Linked DNA regions of Hordeum vulgare: region 1 is linked to region 2. The links are chromatin contacts, called in public Hi-C maps. All regions are on one chromosome and are shown on one strand. The core of a region is the stretch at or near the end of the contact, and the rest is flanking DNA. Distances in the headings are between cores, read along the strand shown. Region 1 has its middle 220 kb from the start of LOC123411506. Region 2 holds the start of LOC123411506 (phosphatidylinositol 4-kinase gamma 5-like).

Region 1 (3,360 bases), core at 83-2,582, 220 kb after region 2:
CAACCTGACCCCACATATATTCGACACATCCCCTTCGCGGACCAAACCCTAGTCACCCACTCCACTCTCTCCACTCCACTCTGTCTCCAAGCTCCCTTCTCGCGATCTCCATCCTTCTCCGTCATGTCGGGCAGCGGATCTGAGTCCTACACCACCAGATCCGTCGCATTGTCTGACGCCCCATATGGTACACTAGTCCGGTCGTCGCAATGACATCGTGTTGGACATCGCCGGCTTGTCCTAATACAGATTCATCTTTATCTCCCGTCCACCGACACCGCTAGGGTCGCGGGCTCCGACGAGGAAGAGTAGGGCATGGGAGACGCCGACGTCTCGAGTCCCGTGAGCCGGCTTGTATCACATGTCCCGTCTATCTCGACGGTGACCACACCAACACTCTAGGGAGTGCAGCCAGCCATCGAACATGGACACATTAGAGCCGGACGAGGTCCGCTTAAAGATTGGTTTACCTTGCATATAGGGCCTGTTTGGTTGGAGACTAATTTTGCCAAGGCAAAGTGTAGCAAGTCATTAAAGTGTGGCAAGCCACAAAGTGTGGCTGAAAAAACGAACGCCAAACTTTGGCAAAAGTTGACAAAAAAATTGACTCTAAGACAAATGGACCATAGCGACAATAAAGTTTGGCAAGCCAAAGTGTGGCAAAAACCAAACAAATGCCAACTAAACTGTGGCTGTCAAATTTTAGCTTGGCAAAGTGTGGCTGGGAACCAAACATGCCCATAATAATATGGATTTGAGGTTTGTAAAATAAATTATTTAAGTCTCGTCCGGTTACTGTTCATGGATACGTCCGACCGCATCCACGAATATTTGAGGAGTCGAATTTATAAAATCCGGCTATAGATGCTTTTAGATTTGTGTAGATACAAATGCATCTATACACTAGACATCTAAATTGGGATAGAGGGAGCTCTATTTGCTTTATCATAGCATGCACCAGCGATCGACCCAACAGGAAACATAAACAAAATCTTTCATGCTAAACACCATGCATTACGCCCCCTTCATGCTATAAACACCATGCATAATTAATCATCGCGTGGGGTGGAGAAGGAGTCGGTAAATCGTCCACACACACTTGATCGAAGGTGAGGACCAACAGGAAACAACGGCTCGATGGATCCATCCCGCTTAGACGTAGGCGTCCTACTTTTGGTCCACGTACAACGTATCTCCACGACCAACCACAAAGGGCGTCCCGTCCACAAAAAGCAACAGTTCGTCCATCGCAGCCGTCCATCTGCTATGCCTGTCCCCTCTCGACGTCCAGATTCGCGCCACGTCTCAAAGTATCCCCGCCTGCTCACGTGCTGTGTGACAGGACGGGAGACAGCCGCACGAGGGGTTGGCCGGCCTCGCGGTGACGGGGTACTCAGTGGGGGCACGAGGCGCAAATAAAAGTACGTACGTTTGGCTGCGGATCTTATTTCAACTCCCGAGGACACGTGGATTGTTTTTTTTTGCGAGGACGTGGAGTGCGTTTTTTTTGCGAGGACGTGGAGTGCGTTTTTTTTGCGAGGACGTGGAGTGCGTTTTTTTTGCGAGGACGTGGGGTGCATTTTCAACATTGGATATCAAAATGCCGCTAAGTATCATTAAATTACCATAATGAAAAGAAATATAAAAAATGACATGCATTTCAGGCTGGTCATAGTGGGAAGTAACATATAGTAGTATCATGCATATGATACTATTATATGATACTACCTTCATAGTGTATAGTATCATAAAACAGTATCATAGATGACCTTATTTATTGACATTCATGACACATACTAGTAACATAGCATTTAACATGTTATGGTATCTACCTATGTTACTCTAGGCTGCCCGTAATGGAAGTATCATATGTAGTATCATGCATGCCAACTAGGCAATCTCAATGAGGTGGCATATAATTAAATGAAGAAAAAGAGAGTTGAGTATCATATCATGATACCGTATCATATTAAATGATGTGCTACTATGTGTCTTGCATGTCAATAAATGAACTCTTTATGATACTAATATATGATACTAGGTATTACGGATGTGGTATCATAGACTAGTATCATATGCATGATACTATTATATGATACTACCCATTGCAACCAGAACCCCCTCTCTCTTCTTTAATTACCTGTCACATCAACATGTTTGCTATTCCCGATTACATGATACTATCTTAGTTACTCCCACTATGACCAGCCTCATGCATATACTACTAGTCTAAATTATCATTTTCATAGTGATTAATAACATAGAAATTTCAGTTATTAGCATATAGATTCATCTTGTCTTGATATGTGTGATGTTATTCATAGTACGAGTAAATAATTATGTTATTTAATTTGTCTCTTTTTTTATTAATTAACGGTCACATCATTTTTTTTCGTTTATGTGTCATCTATGTTATTATCTGCTCCCTCCGTTTCAAAATAAATGTCTTAACTTTATAAAAGCTCTAGTATAAAGTTATACTAAGGTTAAGACAATTATTTTGGAACGGAGGGAGTATTATGTTATTTCTACCGTGGATATTTTACAACATGATTTGAACTTTTGTTTTACCATCCAACGTTGTGCATCAAATATCCCCGGATAGCGAATCGGCCTGGGCGTTTAAAATTCCACAAACCAATCAATTGAAGGTTTGCGGATGCCCGAACATTCACCACATAGATGCCCGACTATGCAGTCAGAGCCAACCCTAATGAGGGGCAGAGAGGCGATGCAACGGGGTCAAGAAATCAAGGGCCTCCAGCTTAGGTAGTAGCAATATGCATTATTATCTACTTCCTACTTGTCGCACAAATGTATAAAAATGAATGTATTTAAAACAAAAGTACATCTAAATACATTCATTCATATAACAAGTATTTCCGGACGCAGGGAGTACTTGCTCTGTCCGCAAATACTTGTTATAGAAATGAATGTATCTATATGTATTTTAATTTTATATACATTCATTTCTATACATTTGTGCGACGACTAATTTTGTACGGAGAGAGTACAAGTCTTTTTAGAAATTTTATTACGGACAACATATGGATGTATATAGACATACTTTAAAGTGTAAATTCATTCATTTTGCTTCGTATGTAGTCGGTATTAAAATCATTAAAAAGAATTATATTTAAGAATGAAGGATGTATGATATGGCTAACCCAAAGTAGTCCAAAGTAGCAGCATAGTCCTCCAAACAAGTCACGGCTCGCAACATCGTGGCACCGCCGCTCAAGGTCTCTGGGGCTGTCGATGTCCAACACTCCATCAACGAGCACGGGCAAGGAGGTGATGATCTCCGACGACAACAAGGAACAACATCAAGTGCGCGTCCTCGTCGAGGCTACATGGATG
Region 2 (3,197 bases), core at 639-3,138:
GACGATAAGTAATTCTCATGGTAAACCCAACCACCCAGTTAATGAATAAACCAAAGCACTTGCCAATTGCCATGATAAGAGAAAGCATTTCCATATTTTACAGAAAGTTGGTATGCATAAGGAGTGGGCTACCACTTCCCATCTTTGACTAGCAGCTTTTTTTAAGCCTCATACTGAAGATATGATATGTTCGTTGAACATAGATGCATTTTTATTTCAGTTTCATTCAGAGATTCGTGCTGTCCCCCATTCACTCCTCCATCAATGGCATTTGTCCTTTTCTCACCCGAAATCTCTGTAGACTGATCACTGATGAGACATGGAAATCTCCTAGACTTTCCATGTGGAAAACAAACCCAAAGCCCACGATTCAGCCCGGAGTCTGGGCCAGCAGCTTAATCACCTCTCGATTCGACAATCGTGCGATTTTCTTCCATGTGTAGCTAACGGCTATTACATTTCATCTCGCCAGAGTCAGTAAAAAGTCACACGCAGTCGCCAAGAGGCCTTTTTTACGACAGAAATCTTGGAGCTTTCAAGCTGAATCCGCACTAAGGAAGCTGCGCGAGTACGTACGAGCTTCGCTCAGACATAGTAGATCAGCTGATGCTGGAGCGAGCTACAGAATCGTCAGATGATTGAGCGCTTGATGACACGAGCTACGCGTAAGGGAATGGCATTAATGAGCCCGGTCCAGCTAAAATGCCCGGAGAATCCTAAAAGAGGAACAATTATTGCTCCAGAAACTACCAGAACGAAGCCGCGCTCCATTCCTTGGCGACGAAGCACCGTATTTTTTTTTCCTACCAAAAGAACGCCGGCACTTCTGCTCTCTCCACTGAGCAAGAGAGAAGGAGCGGCGAAGGCCCGGGACTCTACCGGCGGAACGAGCACCAGCACGAAGGTGGGAATGAAGCCTTGTCCGTACCTGAACCAATGCGGAGACCTGGAAATGGCGGCCCGCCGCCGGCGGGGCCGCAGATCTGGCAGGTGCGCCGCAGCCGCCTCTTTCGTCCGGCGTCCGGCGTTGGAGCGGCTCCTCCCACTCCCCGGCACGGCACTCCGCCGCCTCCGCCTCCCGGGTCCTGACTTCTCGCCCCCCTTCTTCTTCCCTCGCTCTCTCGTGCCTGAGCGAGCGTGCGAGCGCGAGAGCTTGCGAGGAGGCTGGGTGGGGGTGGGGGTGCGAGAGGGAGAGGAGGGGGACAGGGGAGATGTGTAATGGAGGGGGGGTTAATTTAAGGAGCTGAGCAAACCATGGTTAGGTTTGGTAATGGGGAGAGAGGTGCGAGGGGCGCGTGAGCTTGGATTGGCCGGGCCAACGCGTGTGTGTCAGTGTGTGCGATGGCCTTCTTCCTCCGGCGACCCTCGGGTTTGATCTAATTGGATCGTACGGCCTGCGCGGTTTTTCCACGGGCCTATCCGCAAATTCTTGGTGAACCGTGTAGGAGAGCCGCATGTAATTCATCGAGAAGAAAGGGATTATAACGTCGGAGATGACATGATTGGTATGTTGTCAAAGATGGCATGATTTGATGAGAAGTCGATGATGGTACGGTCTAGATCGACAAGAATGACCTAAAGATCTCATCAACTTGAGCAACGGTTGGAACATTACCGTGACCGCAATGGGAGGTGTCCGTGAATGAAACTTACATGCACGAGCATAGCACATGCATTGGAGGGATCATGATTGTGGAGACGCAACGCACACAAACAATCCCGCACTACCGAGTTAGCCTCCCCCTCATCGACCAAAGAAGGGGCAGAGTCAAATGGGAGGGATCAACCCAACCATGAAACATGCAGGTGGAGGTCGGCAACCGGAGGGGAACAACGTAGGTCCACGATGACAAAAAAATAACCAACCTCGACTACCCCAAGGAGAATGAGGCGATAAGGAAAACACCTAGATCTGGTCGAGAATGGTCGGGAGGGGGGGGGAGGGGCTGAATACTGGATTCATGCTGTCTCGAGGGGCCACAGACCACCACTCTCCAGCCAGAGGATTATAGAGGCATAGGCAACCGGGAAAGTGCCACCTCTGATGCCGAAAGCACCGCGACACACTGCAACAAGCCATGCCCGCCATTGATGCCACCAGCAGAGGCCGCAATACATTCACAACGGTGTCGATGCCCTAGATCTAACACACCCAAGAACCAGAAATCAAAGCCAAGCAATGATGCCTCGCCGCTGCTGTCCTTGGTAGCTGTGTTGGCTTTCCCGTCAGCGACCTCATGCGGCACCGAGAAGGAGAGTTGGTGGTGAAAGGAGGGCATGTGGCGACCAAGGTCAGGGGGTTGCTCAAGTCGCCCAGGGGCGACGCAACTACTTATGCGCGATTGCAAAGGGATTTTTTTATTCTTTTTAATTTCGAAAGGCGTATTGTAATTTCCTTTTTTCGAGAAAGCTCATTTTGTGGATATTACCAAATCGGTAAACACACGAGAAAGAGGCCACAAAGAAGGCAATGTCATTACTAAAGGCACGAGTCCTTGGGTTGCCGGTTAAACCTTATGTGAAGGTTTTATCTATGAATAACATTGGCAAGTTTACCTTGTGTTTTATCGAAAGTGTTCTTCGGCTCCTTAGCTCAAATGCACTGGCCATGAACAATAAAAAAAGGTAAACAAAACAAAATTGGATATTTTTGACAACCAACATTGTTGAATGTTTACATACGTGTATGCTTCTTTTAATTAAAATCAGTCCTAATGCCTTAGACGAAAAAACAAATCAACCCTCCAAATTGTTCTAAAAACAGTCTTTTTGGAGCATCAATTTTTCAGCTTAGAGCATTATGAGTCCCTTTTCATCATGAAAATAATTTGCATGTATGTAGATAATTCAACAATTTTAAACTTTACCTTTTTTAATTTTAGTGTTTATAATGGTGCATTTGAGCTCAGGAGCACAAACTCCATGTCATTGTTTTGTACTCTCTTCATTTCTAAATATAAGTCTTTTTAAAGGTTTTATAAAAAACTACATACGAATGTATATAGACATATTTTTAAATATACATTCATTTATTTTGCTTCGTATGTAGTCCCTTATAAAATCTTTAAAAGACTTATATTTAGAAACAAGGAAGTATAATTTTGCATATTTATTGCCGGTTGCAAAATTAAGCACGTGCGCTAAATAATAGTTCTGCTCACTTTTATGGGCATATAGTAATGCTTATGCCATTTTTC

Evidence for each region. Hi-C and Micro-C count contacts between places; a contact is called where the count stands out from the background.
Region 1: a contact with region 2 is called in a Hi-C map of leaf, with 4 times the contacts expected there. The contact joins the enhancer-like site here to the promoter of LOC123411506 in region 2. A contact is called at or near these places in 3 of 6 Hi-C or Micro-C datasets (leaf and seedling) and 1 of 1 datasets of contacts at active chromatin or transcription factors (embryo).

Annotation. Positions count from the first base shown.
Region 1 is chr7H:123,843,504-123,846,863 of MorexV3_pseudomolecules_assembly, forward strand. No RefSeq gene overlaps it. Among protein-coding and RNA genes, the nearest start is that of LOC123411506, 220 kb to the left of the region's middle. Within about 2 kb of position 1,333, at least 3 of the 3 cell types and tissues checked have open chromatin away from gene starts, as enhancers often do. A contact at or near this core is called in leaf and seedling, where this site is marked.
Region 2 is chr7H:123,623,599-123,626,795 of MorexV3_pseudomolecules_assembly, forward strand. LOC123411506 (phosphatidylinositol 4-kinase gamma 5-like) reads right to left here and starts at 1,889. Exons shown (of 2, transcript XM_045104465.1): 1 at 929-1,889.